7 separate regions of the Mus musculus genome follow, and regions 1, 2, 3, 4, 6 and 7 are each linked to region 5. Evidence: chromatin contacts called from public HiCAR-type and promoter capture Hi-C data. All regions are on one chromosome and are shown on one strand. Each heading gives the region's core, a stretch centred on a gene start, on an enhancer-like site or on the middle of the called end of the contact. The rest is flanking DNA. Distances are from core to core; before and after follow the strand shown.

Region 1 (2,700 bases), core at 70-2,569, 1.8 Mb before region 5:
ATTAGACCCGTCTCAAGGAAAAAGTAGAAATAAAGATATTCTGGGATAAAATTTGATGAGTCCATTTCCTTAGACATTTACTGTAAGGAATCCTAAGGAGAGTCCTGCAGACCAAAGGGAACAGCAACCAAAGAGTAAATGGAGAGCTCCAGTCAAGGGGCTGCACAACAACGAGCTCTGTGTCATTGTAACTTTGGATTTTAATTCTACAAAGTGGTTTCAAATCCATCAAATGGGGTTTGTTCCTGGAACACAAGAACGTTGCAACATAATCAAATATGCAACAGGCTACTTGAGACAGTAGGCAAAAATCCGCACTCAGCCCAGCTTACAAAGGAAAAAATACTCAACAAACTGAAACATTAAAAACAAATGATTTAGCCGGGGGTGGGGGTGCACGCCTTTAATCCCAGCACTTGGGAGGCAGAGGCAGAGGCAGGTGGATTTCTGAGTCCGAGGCCAGTCTGGTCTACAAAGTGAGTTCCAGGACAGCCAGGGCTATACAGAGAAACCCTGTCTCGGGGGGAAAAAAATGATTTAATTCATTATTAAAACAGGAACGAGGGAAACCTTGTCTCAAAAAGCAAAAACAAACAAAAACAGAAACAAGGGGCTGGAGAAAGCTCGGTTGAGAGCTCTTTCAGAATGGCTCACAACCATTTGTAATTCCAGTTCCAGGTGACACGGACGCTCTCTTCTCGCCTCCGAGGAGACTGACCTCACATGCGTGCAGGCAAAACACACCCACACACAAAACAAAACAAAATAAATTCAAAATAAAACAAAAAAACTTAGTAAGCCAGAAGAAACCTACCTTAAGTAATAAGTTTCAGACTGAGTAATTAGGCAATTTTAAAAAGGAGCAATGTTACCACTGAAGTCTGATGCACTTGCAGTCAGGGTGTCTTAGTGTGAATTCTAGCTTTTCTCACTAGCTGGGTCATTTTGCCTGTTTCCCTGCCTGTGAGATGGGAGAAATTGTTCATGCTTCCAAGGGAATCTGAGAAGTCAGGGTGAGAATCACAGCGCAGGATAGAGTGGGAGGGAAGCTTCAGCCACACAGGAGCCACCAGACCCCCAGCGCTCGGGGAGAGCAGCATGAGCCAGGCGCCCAGCCTCACTACGGCCCACGCTACCCAAGGAGTTCACCCGATGAGGCCCAGCCGCAAACACCGCATGCGCACAGGAAACCCAGTGCTAAGTGATGGGTTGTCCCGGGAACCGGAGGCGTGACTCCGCGTTTCCTCGGTCCAGAGGCGGGGCGCACGGGGATTGGCTGGATGAAGCGTGCAGCGATGGGCGGGATGGGGCGGGAGGCGATTGGCTGGATGCGCCGATGGGCGGGACGGGCGCGCAGAGATTGGCGGGATGCGGCGTGGCGCGGTGAGTGTGCTGCTGAGCGGGGTTAACGTGGGTCCTGGGTCAGACTTGGCGGTACCTGGACAGCGGGCCGGGGTCTTGAGGGTGCTTCGAACTGTAACATGGGCCCGAGCTGGGCGTGTCTGCTTCGGGGCAGGTCTCCCGTCGGGTCCGGCCTGGAGCACCGTGTGGGCCGCTGCCACCACCGTGCGTTTTTGGCTTACATCCAGTTTACATGTGCCCATTTGGCAAATTCATAGGGTCCGCTCCCTAAGCCAGAGCTGCGCATTAAAGAAAGCCGAACCAGCTAGGGGAATTTGAACTTTGTAATAGCTGTACCAAAAAAAAAAAAAAAAAAGTAAAATGAAAAAGAAAGCTGTGTTCAAAACTTCCGTTACTACATCCAGCCTGTTGTCGTCTCAACTACGCATGAAGAATATGTTGAGATACTTTATACTAAAGTCCGCTGTGCATCCATCCCCAAGCACATCTTAGTGGGAAGGGGTGCAATACAAGAAAACAAACCTCTGCGCTGCCGGAGCTTAGGCAACAGTTGGAGGAGGCAAAGTAAATGCTTGAGAGATGATAATGATGCAGACAGTTGAAGTAGCAATGCAGTCAATTAGATATGGGAAGGTGAGTTTTAAGGAAAGACTTGAAAGGGAAGAGCCAGTAAGCCTTGGGGAAAAGGAGAGGACCCAGCAGGAGTAGAGAGGCCTCTACTTGGAGCCCCTGCTGTGGAAGGGACACTTGGAAGGAGAAACAGATAGGAGGGGGGAGCTGTTCTTAGAGGCCCAGAGCTGATCTTACAGGTCGTGGTAAGAACTTGGGGTTTTATTTACTGAAAAGCAACCTTTGGGGGGTTTTGAGCAAAACAGGGGCAGCTTTATGCTTTATTTTTTATCACTAATTATATTATGACAGGCTTCTTCAGTGATGCCTGATAGCATCCCTAGAGGTAGCAGAGGTCCCAGGGAGCTGGGCAGAAGCAGATCAATAATTCCATTTGAGGGTATGCAGAATTTGAGACCCTGGTGATTGGGTAGAAATGTGGAGAGGAGGAGGTGATGAACAAGGTTTGGAACGAGCTCCAGGTTGTATCTGACTAGGTTATAGGATGACACCTCCGGACACATGTGTGCACATTGTGGACAGCGTGGTTGGGACACTAGGGGAGCTTTGGGTACAAGAAGGGATTGCAGGAATGCCTTTGTGTGTCTCTGCAGTGATAACTCCTCGGCCTGGACACAGCTGCTTGGACCAAACAAGCCAGGAGTGCCGCCATGTTCTCCGAGCAGGCAGCACAGAGGGCCCACACTCTGCTCGCCCCGCCCTCTGCCA
Region 2 (2,700 bases), core at 102-2,601, 1.8 Mb before region 5:
TGGATTCACAGGGGGGGGCGGTGAGTTGCCAGAGTTGTCCTGGGTGCTTAGCCAACTAGATCCCATTCTTCCCTCAAAGGTGCAGTGACTGGAAAGAGACCACGCCCTGGGACATGTTCTGGGAGGATGCTTGCTGCTCATGCGCAGTCTGGCTGAGACAGAAATCCGCTCCGTTTGTCTCTGGCTTTGCATTGGTTCACACCCTTCCTCCCACCTCCCAGAGATTAGAGCTTGAAGATTTGCCTCCTCCTCCTCCTCCTCCTCCTCTATCCTCCTCTTCCTCTTCCTCTCCTGTGACTTGCCCAGGAGATGGGAGCAAGGCTCCCAGGCAGCTCCAAGACCAGCCACCCCAAATTCAGGCATGAGCTCAACCCCCAAAGCAAAAGGGGCTCAGAGCCAGGGGTTGGGTAGTCAGAGGCTTGTCATATGAGGTCTGGTGAGGCCAGCTTTGCTCTATTTTGGGAAAGTGATCAATCGTGTCAAGGGGTGACCATACTGGCCAATCTTGGGAAAACCTGGCATTCTGACAGGCACCCTATGTACCCTGTCATACTTGCCAGTGGCAGCTAATTTTAGCAGGGCTTGGAAATGCCAGCAAGTGCAGAGTATGTTGGGGTCACTCCTGGCCAAACCCAAAGAAAGGTCTAGGAGGTGTCTGAACCCCGTAGAAGAGCCCAGAATGTCCTGAGCATTGCTGTCACAAAATTTAACGGCCTCTTCTATTCTATTTCTTGCTGTTTGGGTTAAAGGAAATTTAAGAAGATTCCACAATAGTTAAAAAAAAAAATTGTTTTACTTGCAGGGGAGGGGGTGTCAGGGAAGCCAGAGGACCTGAATCTTCTCCAGCTTGTATGTGCACAGATGTCCTTCCCATCTGCCCCAGTCCATGCCGTGACCAAACTCTCCCTTCCACAAACGCTTGGCTTCCTTCCTTCCTTCCTCCAGCTTCTCCTTCCCAGCCAAGTTCTATGGTGGAGCCCCAGACTGTGTGGCTGTGCATAGCCAACCCTCCATAGGTGAAACCCCATGAGGATCTCCACTACCCACAAGTCTGAAGCCTCACTGGCTCACACAGCTCCTCGTGCCTACCTGTTTCAAAGCATCCGATCATCATCTTCTGTAACAAGTCTGGAAGGGGGCATGTGAGTGGGCTAGCTCCAGCCACTTCATCAACCTCTCCACAGCAGCTCCAACCAGTGTTCAGAGAACATGGTAGCCTGTCTCATAGCCCTGTCCCTGTGGCCTTTGTCAAACCTGATCCCACGTGGTTCTTTGTCCTGGCCCTGGCCCTGTCCCTGACCCCGTGGCAGTAGGCAGGGTATTTTAGGAGCCACCTCTCAGACTGACCCATTAGTGCAGAAGTCCTTGGCTGCCTGTCTTTTGCAACACTCAGCCAGACAGTCCTCACCCACAGCAGGTGGCCTCGGGAGTCAGGAACATCTCTACTTCCCCAACGACCCCTGCTTATCCTCAGATGGCTGTGGATACTACAAGGAGGGGAGCCCAGTCGTTGACTCTGGTAAGGGCCCCTCACAGGCCAAAGGCCTTGAATTGGGGGAGACCTGGAGGGCAGCATGCTCAGGTTGGAGAGAGGGATTGGTTCAAGGATGAGTGCGATCCTGTAGGAGACCTGGATTTGTCCCTTCTTCCCTGTATCCCTTCTCATTGGTGCTACGATTGTCCAGCTCTTGAGGAGTCCACCAGGGCTTGTTTCTGGAATGACAGTGCCTAGCCTCGGGATGTTTTCTGAGTGCTGCTCATCTCTAAGGGGCACCTCATGGCTGTACTCAGTAGAGTGTGGGGCTTTCTTCTCCAGAAGTATGTGGATGGCTGACCTAGGGCCACTCACTCCTTTGTATAAAGCCACCATAGGACCTTGGAAAAGAGGATCCAGGCTAAGACTGGACATGCAGGTGCTGACACTGTCTCTGGACCTTCAGAACTGTGGCTTTTGTCTGTAGGCTGCTATGGCCCTTGTCCAGATCCTCTGGGGTCTACAGTTCCCTGGGGCTACCTCTCCCACTGCTAAGATGGTAAACACAGCACTTGATGGTGTCTTCTTTTTTTCCTGCATTATAAGGTGGGCAATCAGAGTGTGCTCAGGGATCTGACCCTGCCAGCTCTATCCCTCCCACTTTTGCTATTAGTTCCCTGTGACCTAATCCAGACTTGTATAAGAACATCTCCATGCTAAGGGCTTGTTTCCCCACTGTTTCCCTGAACTGTGTCTGCACACAGCCAGCCATACATACTTGAGGCAGCTATGTGCAGGCAGATGGGTTGCTTAGATTGGTTTCCCAGGATGCCTAATCCCAGTGGATCCCTGCTGCAGCTGCTCAGGCTCGTCCATGTGATCCTCCTAGTGTGTCTCTTCCTAAACCCCCTAGACCAAGCTGTCACCAGATGTCTGTATGTTCTCTAGACCTTACCACATCTCTGTCCTGTGTGCACTGTCACAGTACACAGATTCTGGAGACAGCCTAATGCCACCCAGTTCCACCCTGTCTCAAGAAGTCCGCATTCTGTAGCCAGGCGTCTCTAGCCTTCTCGTGGTTGTCGGGGTGACTCCTTTCTCCCCTCTATGCAACTTCCTCACTTTCTAGGAAAGTGAGGAGCTGCACCCCTCAGCCCACCCTGACACCCACTTCCTTGCCTCACCACCCAACTCAACTCTACTGTCATGTAATTCTCTTCCGTGAC
Region 3 (2,700 bases), core at 5-2,504, 1.7 Mb before region 5:
GGAATACAGCAAAACATGCAGCAGGAGCAGGGTCACTTGGCAATGTCCAGAACGTCTTGGTTGCTGGAGGCAAAGTGTGCAGGGAGGTGAGGGTAGGGAGAGCAGGACAGATCTACAGCAGTGGGGGCCGGAGGGGGAGTGGCTGACCTCAGGAATGATGAATGGTGCCTTACAGTCTCCTGGGAGAGAGATCACAAGATCCGTTGCCACTCTCCAGAGGGCCATGAAAAACAGCTAAGATTTACTGACAACGATTGCATAAGAGGCTCGGGGTTGCATGCCTCCGGGATGCTATCACCTCGCTTAGTTCTGACCATCTCAGACTGCCCACTTTCACCTGGAAGTCTTCCTCACCCCGCTCCCCTGTCTGTGTTCCTGTGGGAGAAGAGGAGGCAAGCAGATGCCTAGGCTTGAAGCTTGCCACTAAGAGACTAGGGCCAGTTCGGAGAGGCGAATCACAATTTCCCACTCGTCCAAACCTACACTCTCTTGAGACCTGGGATGAACAACTTGGGCGACCTCAAAAGCCCAGCGCCACCCTATGCTGAACACACACCTCCAGGTTTCCAAACTCCAGGACAGAACTGCTGCCTGGCAGTGTGTTGCCTTGCGTTGCCTTGGAGAGACATTCCTCACGGGGCAGCATGGGAAGTGGCTAGACCCTCCAGAGCCCCTGTATGCTCACTTGATGCCATGGCCACCCATGTCACCAGGTTCTCACCTTCTACATCTGCCCGCTGCTTGCCCCCTGCCTTGGATTTGCGGGGACGCTGGGTGGGTTCGGGAAGCGGCTGGACTTCCACGTCGTCTTCCCGGGGCGGGGACTGGGTCTCCAACTCCGAAAGGAAGCCTTCGAGGAACTCCTCGATCTCGTCGTCCGTCAGCACCGTCTGTGGGTTCCCCTCAGGGCACAGCGTCAGCAGTGCCAGGAGGCCGCAGAGCAGGGATGCGGTGCGCACTGGAGCCATGGCTCTGGGCACGCGCGGGAGCCGGGCGGGCTTGAGCAGGGACTTGGGTGGCAGGGGCAGCGCCCCGCGTAGGGGCGGGAAAGGGCGCGAGGAACGTGGGCGTCAAGGGTATCCAGAAAGCGGTGGGAAAGGGAGATTCAAGGAGAGCAAGGGGCTCCAGGAGAGGTTCTGGCGGGCCCAGCTCCGGCAGCAACTGGGCGCTCCTGCCCCGCGTGGCTGGCTCTCACGCGGACCGCCCTCCAGAGCGCTTGCGACGGCCTGGCCGGGGCGGGGGCTTCGGGTTTCCGGAGGGGGAGGAGGAGGAGCCGGCCTTGGACCGGGGGCTGCGGGGGAGGGAGGCGGAGCAGCACGGAGCCCAGACTAATAGCAGCGTCAGCGCCCAGTTTAGAGGGTCTGGGTGCAGGGCGCCTAGCGGGGAGGAAGGCCTGGGAGAAAAGAATGCAACAGTTATGGGGAAGGGAGTGTGCGGAGTCTAAGGAGACCTGTGCTCTAACCCGCTGTGCCCTTTGCTCTGAGCCCAGGGAGATTGCTAGGGGAGGGAGGGAGTAGGGCCCTCGAGGGTACTGGCGATCACCTCCTTTCCACTTTCTGGAGGTTAGCTCTTCAAAGTGTCACCTGCTGTGTGCTTGCACAGGTGTCACCTTTGTCCAGTTATCACCAACATCCCAGGTCTTTGGAGCCAATTTTTGCGAGGAAGGCTGTGAAAAGCTGTTCTCAGCAAGCTGCTGTCCTTATGGAGATAGGAGCCCCACTTCAGAGCTCAGGGCTCAGGTCCCAATGTGGAGTAATAGCTATTTCTCTCCTTCCTCTGACCAGAAGCGGTTAAAACAACAAATTGTTTACAACAGCTTCAGCTATGGCTTCTAGAATACAAACGTTGGCTGGCTCATAATGGCCATCATAGCTAAGCCCAGGAATGCCAGAGCATTTACCCATGAAGGATTAAAGATGTGAACGTGGGCTTGTAGCAGCCATAGGTCCAGGGCAGTGGCAGGCAGCTTTCAACCAAGGTGGGGAGGCACTCTGATAAAAAAGAATAGCGACCCCCAGATGATTGACATGGGAAAGTTTACATCTCAGCTGGAAGAGAAAAAAGAAAAAGCAGGTCAAGAAACACCAACACGATGCCACCTCCTCAGTCTTTCACCCTCACCCTCACCCTCTCTGTCCAGCATGAGCAGGGAGAAAAAGGGGAAATTTTCGGGTACTGGGCTCTGTAACCCACTGCTCTCAGGGAGTAGGCAAGCCCCTCCCGGCAGTCTCCTTTCTGGCTCTCCTTGAGGAAGCATGGAGACTATGCCAAGAACTGATGTGTGTGTGAGTGTGTGTGTGTGTGTGGGGGGGAGGGTCTAACCCATCTTAGCCCTCCTAGCTGTCTGACTCAGCAGGGGAACTCCGTGTCCACAACTTACTATACGCATATTAAATGGACCACCTTTCTGGTTTATTCGATTTTTTTGAGACAGAGTTTCTCTGTGTAGCTCTGGCTGTCCTGGAACTTGCTCTGTAGACCAGGCTGGCCTCGAACTCAGAAACCCACCTGCTGCTGCCTCCCAAGTGCTGGGATTAAAGGTGTGCACCACCACTGCCCGGCTAAATGGACCACTTTGTGCTGTGCCTAGCACACACGATCAGCCCTTGCATCCCACAGGCTGTTGGTCCTCATCCACTTTGCTCCCCCTCCCCCATCCCGGGACAATCCTCTCACAGCTAGGCCTCCCCATGAGAGACT
Region 4 (2,700 bases), core at 7-2,506, 1.8 Mb before region 5:
GTGTTTACATAAAACTCAATACTGTATATATTTTAAAGGGGAGAAAAATTTGGTATCTGCAGAAACATAGGTCAACCTTGGGGTCATTCTGCTTAGTAAAATCAGTGGGACACAAAAAGCCAACTACTATATATCCCACTTATATGAAGTCATTAGAACCATCAAAAGCTGAGACACAACCTGAACAAGCAGATTTCCCCAGACGTTGAGTCAAGATGACCACAGGTCCTACCCTGTTGGGCCCTTTTCCTTTTGTGTCTGAGTCACTCCCACAAGACTGGGTATCTGTGCAGCTTACAATTAAAGCACCCCACAATCCTTTACATGCCTACAAGCAATACAAATCCAGTGGTTCCTGCCTAGCTACCAGTGTGGACCCTTCCTGATAATCAAGGCCCAAACACTAAAAAGAATGAGTTTGACCCCTGACTCCCAATCCTTGAGGAATCAACGATTTTACTCATAAAAGAAACACCTCCATACAGAACTTCTGGAAAGAGCTTTGACCAGCGACTTTCACAAACTGTGGGCTGCAACCCCTTTGGCAAACCTCAATCTCCAAAAATACATATGCATAACAGTAGCAAAATTACAGTTATGAAGTAGCCACGAAAATAATTTTATGGTTGGGGGTGGGAGGGTTCCCTCAACATGAGAAACGGTACTAAAGGGTCGCAGCGCAAGGAAGGTGAGAACCACTGGCAACGACGAAATACAAAGGTTAAGACACCAAACACTGGTTAAATCACAGGGTGCGAGGCGTAGTCAACATACTTATTTCTGAGTCCGGAGATCCCAGATCAGAACAGTTGGCAGCGCGTCTGTAATCAATGGCCTTCCAATCTTTCTACAACTGGGCAATACCGCGTAGGGCAGAGCCCTTTCCCAGGGTTGCTAACGACTCCTCAGGTACAGCCTGCCGCCCGAGGGAGGCCAAAGCCGTGCTCGCCCTTCGAGAGACTCGACTCCCTGGACTCCGGGTCCAGCCACCCGGGCCCGGCCCACTTACCTGGACCTCTGGAAGAAACTAAAGGAAGACACGTCGTACGCGGCCTTGAGCAGCACCGCTTTCGGATCGCCTTTGTAAAGGACACTAAGGCTGTACAGCTTCATGGCGCCGCACCTTCGGGCCGCCGGCTGAGCCCCAGACCCGCTCCCAGGAGCGCGGCCACAGTCCCTCAGAACAGCGGCGGCCGCCTCCTGACGGGGCCCGGCCGGCTTCTTCCTCCTAGAGTAAGGCCCACTTCCGGTTCCGGTGGCGAGTTGCTCCAGCCGCTCCTCGGAGGCCCGAAGGCAGGGTACGCGCGTGCGCGGACGGGTAGCTAAGCGGCGGGGCGCGCCCGCGTCCGCCCGGGTCGGCGCCAGGAGGCTCGGTCTCCGCCTGCGTGGCAGTGCCTTGGCGCAGGTTCCCTTCCGGGCTGTCGCGCGGACCCTGGCTGCCGGTGGGGAGTGCTGTGCCGTACCATCGCTCTTTTTTCCCCATTCTGCTAGAAAAACAACCCGTAGCTGTCCCCACTCTATACTTTTGTTGCATTCTATGTGTAACAGCACCAGGCTACCCAACCTCTTCCCTGGGTGTCCCAAGTACAGACGACTAAAAGAAAGGCCCTTCATCCTTTCTCTTGCAATAATAAAAATCAGAAACGTCACTGGCTATGGCCACTCAGCTTGGACACACTTGTTCGACAAGCCAGGCGGCCAGAGGTGTCAGCTATATTCACCTGCACTGACACCATGGCTCCACAGGCGGCAGACGGAGAACCATTTCTGAAGAAAGCCTCTTTATCCAAAGTTGTACAAAATTACCAGGATAGTGACCTTGCAGAAAGAGATGTGGATTAAGAAAATTGATAGCAAGAAGCAGACCTTGGGCTTCCAATGTGAACAGCAAAATGCTTATCAAACTCCCTTACAGCCACTCTTGGCACCTCTTCCTGCTTTTCTCTGACTTTACCCAGCCTCCCTTGGTCCCAGGAAGTCTCATCTAGAGATATGCGAACTCCCCAAGCCAAGCTTGTTAATCAATTTCAAATGACATTGTTTTCCCCTGCGTTTCCCCAGCTGTTATCCAGCCTGAATTCGGTCCCAGTACTTCCGCACCGCAAAAGTTACCCCCCCCCCCCAATCTGTTGGACTCAAAAAATACCTTTTTTGTAGACATGTTGGTAAAAGTGATAAACTATCAAATTCCAAGTCCTGCTCATTGCAGATGTTTAACAATGACGACGATGGTTATTTGCACCATTACGTTAAATGACAGAAAGAAAGAAAGAAAGAAAGAAAGAAAGAAAGAAAGAAAGAAAGAAAGAGGAAGCAAGCCTCATGAGAGGCCGAAGGTGCCCTTGAGGCTGTTAGAAGCAGAGCTTTAAAGGGAGGCTAAAATCTGAGCAAGGTCTACAGATTAGATAAGAGCACTATATCTTTATTTCCAGCTTTCAGTCACTGACTGCCCTGACCTTATAAGAGAAGTCTCTGGTGCATGCATGCATGCACACTAACACACAGTAACATAAATAGATGAACACTATGTATACAACTTACTCCGAAGAGGTCATATGCATACATACCTACATGTAAGTATATCTACATCTATATATATCTATGAACACATATATATGTTTCTATACATGCTTGTATATGAACATATTATACATGTATTAAAGTTCTCTAAAGGAACAGAATTGATAGGACATATATATT
Region 5 (2,700 bases), core at 25-2,524:
AGGGCTCTAGCAGGAGAAGGCTATGAACTCTATTGTGTGAGCCAGAAGTAGTAACTGGGGGGCGGGAGGCAGTCTGATGGTATAGGCTGGACAAGAGGCTGCTAGGCTACAGCTGTCAGAGTCCACCCACTCACTAGTCAAACTTGTCACTAGCGGGGAGTCCGCAGGCTCTTGGCCAGAGCTGGGAAGCAGATAAGCACAGCAGGGCTGCTGTGGGCTCTGGCTTCCAGTGTGGTTTCCTCTCTGTCTAGCCTACGGCCAAGATCTGGCTAGGCAGCCAGCAATGGACAGCAAGGAGGTGGCCACAAGAAGTCAAACCTGAGAATTGTGTACATTAACTTCCATTAGCCTCCTGCCCATGATCACCCTCGGTTAGAGAAGAAGCAACAGTGCAGTGAGGCAAAGGACCCCGTAGACACCCGTGGGACACGGGCCCTCAAACCTGAGCCTCCTCACTTCCACAGAGGAAGCAGAGCATGCCAACTGAGATGTGAGAGCTTCAGGTGTGGCTCCCAGAGAGCAGGGAAGATCAGACGCAGAGACCTGGGTCTTAGTGGGGAGGCTGGTCTTCCTTTCTCTTCAGCTAGATGCCATGGTCTTTACCATGCCTGCTCTGCAGGTAGAGGGAAAAGGCTGTCCACTCCATTTGGTTTATTTGTTTGTATTCTGGGCTTGCCTCAAGCCCAATAAATAAGCTAAGGGTGATCAGAACTTCTGCTTCTCCAATGCTGGGATCTCAGGTATGTGTTGGAATGTGCCACTATGACCATGCAGTGCTGGGAATCCGACTTAAGGTCGTGCGCGTAACTCAGTGGCAAGCCTTCTGCCACTGAGTTACATCGGCAACCCTGGGGGTCAACTCTCACTCCCAAGCAGAGCTGGTAGTAGTGACCATAAGCAGATGGCAGAGTGAACACCACAGTTCCTACAGGCAGAAAGACGCTTAAGGGGCATCCCTTTTCAGTGGGCACCAGAGAGCTGTCAACATTTTGGGGTAAGGAAAGCTATGAGAGCAGCCCGGTCCAGCCTTGTGGAGTCGCACCTTAGAAGACGTCGTTTGCTAGAGCTTTCCAGCTTCCTCTTGGTTAGGATGAGGATCCAGACCCAAGTAGCTCCTCAGGTGTATGAGCAAGCATTCTGGCTCCAATCCAGGGCCTCTGCGCGTCTCGCCCCGCCCCTCGGGCTCCTTTAAGAGGCGGGTCTTGGCCGCCAGCCCCGGGGCCTCGGCCAAAGACTGGGACTTTACTCCAGCGGCTGCGGCGGCGGCAAACGAGTCGGAGCTCCATCAGCTGCCGCAGGCACCGCGCCCCAAGGCTGAGCCACGATGAGCGGCAGAGTCGGTGACCTGAGCCCCAAACAGGAGGAGGCACTGGCCAAGGTGAGCTTGCTCTTGGTCTGTCTGTGGCCCTCGCTCCTGGCTGAAAAGCGGCTGTAAGGGACTGTCCTCGCGGGCGGGCGACTGATCGCCCCCGCTTGGCTAGTGCCCAGCGGACCGCTTCTCCTTCAGGGTGAGGACCTCGGGAAGTTTGGTCATCGCGATCTTCAGCATGAGCAGCCCCAGAGGTGCCCCCTTGGGAAGAAGTGGTTGCTTGGAAGCCTTGGGAGGCAGCTGAGGGCACAAAGGCAACATTCATCCTCCGGGCTGGCAGGGACTGGTAGCAGGGCCGTGGGACAGGGGCAGGGCCCCAGGTTTCCTCCCATTTCCGGGAGGTTTTTCTCTTTTGGGGCAGTGGCATATGGAAGGGTCCCTGACAGTTCCTTGGCAAACTCCCCCTAGCTCTTTCAAGGCACTAAGTCACTGTGCGACCTTGGGCCAAACCCTGTCCTGTGTGCTGTGCTCTTCGATGAAATTAGAGGAGTTGTCTGTCGGGCACCTCTTGTGTGTGAAGTCTAAGATGTCCGGGATTCACTAGGTTGGAATCCTTTCGGAGAGAAGAGCTCTCCCCACCCTGGCAACCCAGACCCTTGCCTGAACTTAGTGATGCCACTCAAAAGGAAAGGACCTGACCAGGCTTTGCCTTGGCACCTGGGCAGACAGGGACTTATCTACTCCATTCAAGTTCGGGAGCTGGCACTTCTGGCCAAAAGACTTTATCTCCTCAGTTGCACGGGATCAGAATTGATGGGGTCCAGCCCCAGTGTTCCCAGTTGTGCAGTTTCTTATTTATTCCAGAGTGTGGCAGCAGATGTGGCTGCTGTGTGTGACTTTTTTCCCATGCCAGGTTTGCTGCTGACGTGCAGGCTAAGTCTGTTGGGCATAGGTTTGGTGGGGATTAAGCCAGGGGCTAGGTGAGGTCCTTGGTGAAGGGTGGCCTTCTGCTTGTTGTTTAGATGACCATTGTCCTAACTCTGGGAGCTGCTTTTGGGGGATGGGAGGGTCTGATTAGACCTAGCTGACCTAAGGCAAAGGGCAGAGGTGGCCAGTCCTCATTGGTCCTCTCTGGAGGTGTCCTACAGGTCAGTAACCAGATAAAGGTCTCTGCTGTTGTAGGAGGCTTGGGGCTGCCTGTTTACTACTGGGTAGTGAGAGATCAGGGATAGGGGTGGCTATCCTGGGTCACTGTCCACCTCCCTTGGTGGCTTTCCTAGTATGTTTCCCTTTTGTGGCCACCTGCAGGAGCTGTCTGCTCCATCATGGTTGTCCACCCCCCTCCCTTGGCTTCTTTTGTAGTCTTTCAAACTAGCTCCACTATCATTTTT
Region 6 (2,700 bases), core at 181-2,680, 1.7 Mb before region 5:
ATTTAAAGTTACATGTGGTTCCACTTGCCATTCTTTTCCTCCAGTTGGTTGTGCTCCTTAGATCACAAAAATCTTCCAATGGGGCTGGAGAGATAGCTTGGGAGTTAAGAGCACTTGCTGCTCTTGCAGAGAGCCCAGGTTCAGTTCCCAGCCATCTTTAACTGCAGTTCAAGATCTCTGCCCGCACCAGGCATACACGTGGTGTACATGCATGCATTCAGGCAAAACAATTAAGCACATAATTAAAAAAAAATTTTTTTAAGGGGCTAGAGAGATGACTTATTGGTTAAGAGCACTTGTTCCTGCTGAGGACCTGAGTTAGATTCCCAGCATTCACAGGGGCAGCGGCTCACAAATGTTCTTAACTCAAGTTCCAAGGATCTGAAACATTCTCACTCGACGGCACCAAACATGTACGTGGGGTACAGCTACACATGCAAGTAAAACACGAAGACACAGAAAATAAAAATAAATACATCTAATAAATATTTTTAAAAATTAAAAAAAATCGAGTGTCACTAATATAGCTTTGGTTTCTTTTTCGGATTTAAATGATTGCTGATCCGTCTGAGATCTGCTTAATGTTAAGCAGTTTGTAAGGGGGCCAATTTTTTTTTTTTTTTTTTGACTATGGCATAATGGGGCATAGGAACATTTCTGACAAAAGATCCAGTGAAATAACTGAACAAAGGGTATCAATCAGGACTCAAAATCCTTCCTAATGTAACTATAAAGGAATTTTAATAAGTTTAATCTATAAAATCCATAAATAATGCTGTTCCAGATGAAGAGCCACTGGAATTATTTTTCTTCAATCGGGGAAAAAGGGCACATAGAAACCATTTCTGTTCACTTCCACTGGGATCTAGTCTTTTTTTTTTTTTCCCCAATTTTTTATTAGGTGTTTTCTTACTTTACATTTCAAATGCTATCCCGAAAGTCCCCTATACCCTCCCCCGCCCTGTTCCCCTACCCACTCACTCCCACTTCTTGGCCCTGGTGTTCCCCTGTACTGAGGCATATAAAGTTTGCAAGACCAAGGGGCCTCTCTTCCCAATGATGGCCGACTAAGCCATCTTCCGCTACATATGCAGCTAGAGACATGAGATCTGGGAGTACTGGTTAGTTCATATTATTGTTCCAACCTATAGGGTTGCAGACTTAACTTTCCAAATGGAACGCCAGCTGTCCCAATGCTGTTCGTTACATTGGAAAACGTTTTCACCCTCCACCAGCTCACATGTATACTACTCAAACTCCGTTCCCCTCTGCATACCCAGGGGAAGTGGCGTGGGCGCTCTGTCACCAGCAGAGGCAGTGGAGGGTTATCCAGGACTTCTCATATGGCCAGGATAACCTGAGACCCCGCCCTCGGGGGCGAGGAAGAGAGGCCGAGACTCCGCCCCCGAGAGGAGAAAAGTGCCCGCCCAGTACGAGGCGAAGCCCCGCCTACGGGCCCAGGCTACTCTAAGGTCTGGGAAACCACTGGGGCTTTCTATGAGAGTAGTTCAAATAAGAATCCTCGGGCGTTATTTGCATAGAACTGGGGCTTCCGATGGGAAGCCAAAAGCATCCTAGAGGGCGTCTCGTTTGCATAGAGCAGACACCACTTCCTCTCTCCTCCTTCCGCCTTCTTTCATGACCCTGCCTTCCTTCGTTCTGCGGCTTCCTGTGCTTCCAGAGTTGGTGCCCAGATGCTTCCGAAGCGACGGCGAGTGCGAGCTGGGTCCCCACACAGCGCGGTAGCCTCTTCCACGCCGCCCTCGGTGGTGCGCTTCCCGGATGTGGCCATCTACCTTGCGGAGCCGCGAATGGGCCGCAGCCGCCGGGCCTTCCTCACCCGCCTGGCGCGGTCCAAAGGCTTCCGCGTCCTAGATGCTTACAGGTGTGCGGCTCCCGGGAGGCCCCGATGGTGGTGGGATGCCATCCCCCTCCGGGAGCTGGTGTAATTGTGCCCGTCACCCCAGGGTAGGGACTTACTGTGGCCCAGGGCGGGAGCTGGCGCGCAGCTGTGACAGCAAGCAGCACCTGCGGCTTTGGGTTCCAAGCCAGCCTCGGTACTTCGCGGTTGCGGTACGGTCTCCAACCCGGAGTTCCTCTTTTTGAAAGGATGCCATCGAGTCAGAGGCTTCTTAAAGAGCTATAAAAGAAAGAATGGTTAGTGAGAAATATTTGCTAGCTGCATTCCCTCCAATGAGCCAGCGGTCAAAGATGTCCTGAGTTTGCAGACGTCACCAACTAGCTCCAGTAGAGAAAATGCCCAGGGCAGTGGAGTAACTGAGATTGAGGAGACTAAAGGAGCCTGTGCCCGTGTAGCTGGCTAGTTTGTTTGCAACTAACTCCTCCCTCCACAAATGAAACATTCTTTTTGTTTGTTTGTTTTGTTTTTTTTCGAGACAGGGTTTCTCTGTGTAGCCCTGGCTGTCCTGGAACTCACTCTGTAGACCAGGCTGGCCTCGAACTCAGAAATTTGCCTGCCTCTGCCTTCCAAGTGCTGGGATTAAAGACGTGCGCCACCACGCCCGGCTCAAGACTACACTTAAAAGAGTAGAGATAACAATTTGGATTTCGTGTGGCTCTACATTCTTACCACAGCCTGACAAGGTGGCCTGCATTGGATTTTCCCAGTGTAAAGGAAATATAAATACGATGCTTTCCAAGTACATACAACAAGAGTCTGCCTACTGGGGTTTGAATAAA
Region 7 (2,700 bases), core at 198-2,697, 1.7 Mb before region 5:
CCTCGAACTCAGAAATCCGCCTGCCTCTGCCTCCCAAGTGCTTGGATTAAAGGTGTGTGCCACCCCTGCCTGCCTTGGCCCTGTATTTTTAACCAGAGTTTATTAGCCACACCAGCCAGGTGTTGTAATGCAGATCCTTATAGACCTCTGTACCAGGTCAGCCTGGTCTACATAGCAAGTACCAGGCCAGCTAAAGCTGCATAGTGAGAGCCTGTCTTTAAAACAACACAGGGGGCTGGGCAGTGGTGGGGCACGCTTTTAATCCCAGCACTCGGGAGGCAGAGGCAGGCAGATTTCTGAGTTCGAGGCCAGCCTGGTCTACAAAGTGAGTTCCAGGACAGCCAGTGCTATACAGAGAAACCCTGTTTTGACCCCTCCCCCCCGCCAAAAAAAAAAAAAAAAAAAAAAAACAACATCAGAGGGGTGACAGTGGTGCATGTCTTTAATCCCAGCACTTGGGCAGGGGGTAGGATTAAAGGTGTGCACAACCAGGTTCTAAAATGTCTTTAAGTTTATTTTTAATTGTGGGTAGGAAATGTGCACATTAGTGCAGGTATACACTGAGACCAGACCTGTTGGATGCCCCTGGAGCTATAGTTGCAGGTAGTGGTGAGCTGCCCAATGTGGGTACTGGAGATTGTATCTGGGTCCTTTGGAAGTGCTCTTGAGGAGCCATCTCTCCAGTCCCTTAGGGTGTTCTGTTTTTTACTGGTACCTCAACCCAGTGTACCCTTCCTGTAGGGCTCCCAGCTCTGCCCTCAGTGTTCTTCTAGCTCACCTGAGTATCATCTGGGGAGCTGTCTCATCCTGTGCACCTCTCAAAGCAACTGCTCCTCATCCTCCATACTTAGTGGGGTGGGGGTATCTGCCTGGTAAAACGTGTGTGCTCACTCCGTCTCACCAACACAGCAACACAGACAATGCATGTACGCTGGGACAGGCACCTGGGCAGAGAACAATCACTGTTGCAGACACGCCTACTTATTTACTTACACACTGACCTCTTTGTATGGATATCTTATACATACCCTTGACCTTGACACTAGGCTAGACTTCTTCCTGAGATGCGCTTGTTCTTAATTGTATTAAGAGACTGAAGAGAGATTGCAGCTTGAGTCACACAATTCAACTCTGTCTTTAAACATATGTATATATCAGAAAAGGGCCTGGAATAGTTGTTTCTACCCGATCAGGAGAGGGCCAATTGTGATTGAAAGCTGCTGATGTCAAGAGTGTCTCCACATGGAGAACACCCCCAGGTTGACTCCTGCCCTTCACCCTGGTCCAGTTCTGCAGCCCCATGCGGCTTGTTACCAGGTGCCAGCTGGTTATGGGGCTTGTCATCTGAGCTGATGATTTTGTGAGACTATTTTTAAGTTCAGCTCCTTGGACTACACCCCACCCCCAGTTCTGCTACTGGTTGCCTGCCTCTGCCTGTATCTCCTGGAATGCTGATTGGCAGTTAGGGCTGGGGTGGGGGCTGGGAAAACTGTTATAAAGCCTAAAGGGCCAAGCAAGCAGCTGCCACCTAGAGTTCCTGTGTCCCCCGCCACCATGACCACCCACCGCCTAGTAATGGTTCGCCACGGTGAGAGCTTATGGAACCAAGAGAACCGTTTCTGTGGCTGGTTTGATGCAGAGCTGAGTGAGAAGGGAGCAGAGGAGGCCAAGCGGGGGGCCACCGCTATCAAAGATGCCAAGATAGAGTTTGACATCTGCTACACGTCGGTGCTGAAGCGGGCAATCCGCACCCTTTGGACCATCCTGGATGTTACGGACCAAATGTGGGTGCCCGTGGTGCGTACCTGGCGCCTCAATGAGCGGCACTATGGTGGCCTCACAGGCCTCAATAAGGCTGAGACGGCTGCAAAGCACGGGGAGGAGCAGGTGAAGATCTGGAGGCGTTCCTTTGACACCCCACCACCACCCATGGATGAGAAACACAACTACTACACCTCCATCAGCAAGGTGGGCCAGATGCCGGGAAGCTGGAAGGTTGGGAGCCCAGGGGGGAGGGCTACCCAGTAAACAAAAGCGAAATGTTCCTGTGCCCTTGTCCCCAGGACCGCCGCTATGCAGGCTTGAAGCCTGAGGAGCTGCCTACCTGTGAAAGTCTCAAGGACACCATTGCCCGGGCTTTGCCCTTCTGGAATGAGGAGATCGCACCTAAGATTAAGGCTGGCCAGAGAGTGCTTATTGCAGCCCATGGGAACAGCCTTCGGGGCATTGTGAAACATCTGGAAGGTGAGGCCTACTCTCAGGAAAGATGTGAGACAGAAACCACTGCGGTTCATTGGTTTCAGCTATTTTACAGATGTCAGGGTTTCAGAAGTTGATGGAGGCAGGAGTTTTGTAATACTTTGTGTTGTCCCATTTCCAGTTATGTAGTCAGCACAGACAGCATAGCTGAGGCACCCCACAGGAGCTGATCATAGGTAGAGCAGGCTTCTGGCACCCACTGGGGAAAGAGGTCAGAGCTCTGGCCATCAACGCCAAGTATTGGCTTCCTGCTGAATCAAGCCACTTGAGCTGTTATAAAACTCTTGCTCTCTCTCCTGGTGCTGCCTGCATTTCCTCTTTTTCTCTCAAGTCTATGTACAAAGTGCCTTGACTCTGAGGCCCCTTTGCCTCAGGTACAATACATAGTCCATCCACCCACACAGACCTGAACCATGTGTTCCCCCACCTCTCAGTCTTCTA

Evidence for each region. Promoter capture Hi-C pulls out the DNA fragments that hold promoters and counts their contacts. HiCAR-type assays count read pairs that join an accessible place to other places.
Region 1: a HiCAR-type map of astrocytes shows a contact between it and region 5, with 6 times the contacts expected there. The contact joins the promoter of Pold2 here to the promoter of Sec14l2 in region 5. A contact is called at or near these places in 1 of 39 promoter capture datasets (liver) and 1 of 115 datasets of contacts at active chromatin or transcription factors (astrocytes).
Region 2: a contact with region 5 is called in a promoter capture Hi-C map of liver, with 5 times the contacts expected there. The contact joins the promoter of Gck here to the promoter of Sec14l2 in region 5. A contact is called at or near these places in 2 of 39 promoter capture datasets (both in liver), 1 of 484 Hi-C or Micro-C datasets (liver) and 1 of 115 datasets of contacts at active chromatin or transcription factors (astrocytes).
Region 3: a promoter capture Hi-C map of liver shows a contact between it and region 5, with 5 times the contacts expected there. The contact joins the promoter of Aebp1 here to the promoter of Sec14l2 in region 5. A contact is called at or near these places in 3 of 39 promoter capture datasets (liver and pre-B cells) and 1 of 9 other capture datasets (embryonic stem cells).
Region 4: a contact with region 5 is called in a promoter capture Hi-C map of liver, with 6 times the contacts expected there. The contact joins the promoter of Ykt6 here to the promoter of Sec14l2 in region 5. A contact is called at or near these places in 2 of 39 promoter capture datasets (both in liver), 1 of 115 datasets of contacts at active chromatin or transcription factors (astrocytes) and 1 of 9 other capture datasets (liver).
Region 6: a HiCAR-type map of astrocytes shows a contact between it and region 5, with 7 times the contacts expected there. The contact joins the promoter of Polm here to the promoter of Sec14l2 in region 5. A contact is called at or near these places in 1 of 39 promoter capture datasets (liver) and 1 of 115 datasets of contacts at active chromatin or transcription factors (astrocytes).
Region 7: a contact with region 5 is called in a promoter capture Hi-C map of liver, with 4 times the contacts expected there. The contact joins the promoter of Pgam2 here to the promoter of Sec14l2 in region 5.

Annotation. Positions count from the first base shown.
Region 1 is chr11:5,876,875-5,879,574 of GRCm38.p6, reverse strand. It overlaps Pold2 (polymerase (DNA directed), delta 2, regulatory subunit), which reads left to right and starts at 1,319. Exons shown (of 11, transcript NM_008894.2): 1 at 1,319-1,383; 2 at 2,586-2,700. The coding sequence starts at 2,643.
Region 2 is chr11:5,913,786-5,916,485 of GRCm38.p6, reverse strand. Gck (glucokinase) reads left to right here and starts at 1,351. Exons shown (of 10, transcript NM_001287386.1): 1 at 1,351-1,519. The coding sequence starts at 1,475. It overlaps Gm11967 (predicted gene 11967), which reads right to left and starts at 1,219. Exons shown (of 2, transcript NR_166847.1): 1 at 1,090-1,219; 2 at 1-152.
Region 3 is chr11:5,860,420-5,863,119 of GRCm38.p6, reverse strand. It overlaps Aebp1 (AE binding protein 1), which reads right to left and starts at 1,254. Exons shown (of 21, transcript NM_009636.3): 1 at 722-1,254. The coding sequence starts at 968.
Region 4 is chr11:5,954,314-5,957,013 of GRCm38.p6, reverse strand. Ykt6 (YKT6 v-SNARE homolog (S. cerevisiae)) reads right to left here and starts at 1,256. Exons shown (of 7, transcript NM_019661.4): 1 at 1,010-1,256. The coding sequence starts at 1,113.
Region 5 is chr11:4,117,303-4,120,002 of GRCm38.p6, reverse strand. Sec14l2 (SEC14-like lipid binding 2) reads left to right here and starts at 1,274. Exons shown (of 12, transcript NM_144520.2): 1 at 1,274-1,378. The coding sequence starts at 1,325. Gm51934 (a long non-coding RNA gene) reads right to left here and starts at 1,654. Exons shown (of 3, transcript XR_003949841.1): 1 at 1,043-1,654.
Region 6 is chr11:5,836,746-5,839,445 of GRCm38.p6, reverse strand. Polm (polymerase (DNA directed), mu) reads left to right here and starts at 1,430. Exons shown (of 11, transcript NM_017401.2): 1 at 1,430-1,885. The coding sequence starts at 1,695.
Region 7 is chr11:5,802,543-5,805,242 of GRCm38.p6, reverse strand. It overlaps Pgam2 (phosphoglycerate mutase 2), which reads left to right and starts at 1,447. Exons shown (of 3, transcript NM_018870.3): 1 at 1,447-1,968; 2 at 2,064-2,244. The coding sequence starts at 1,555.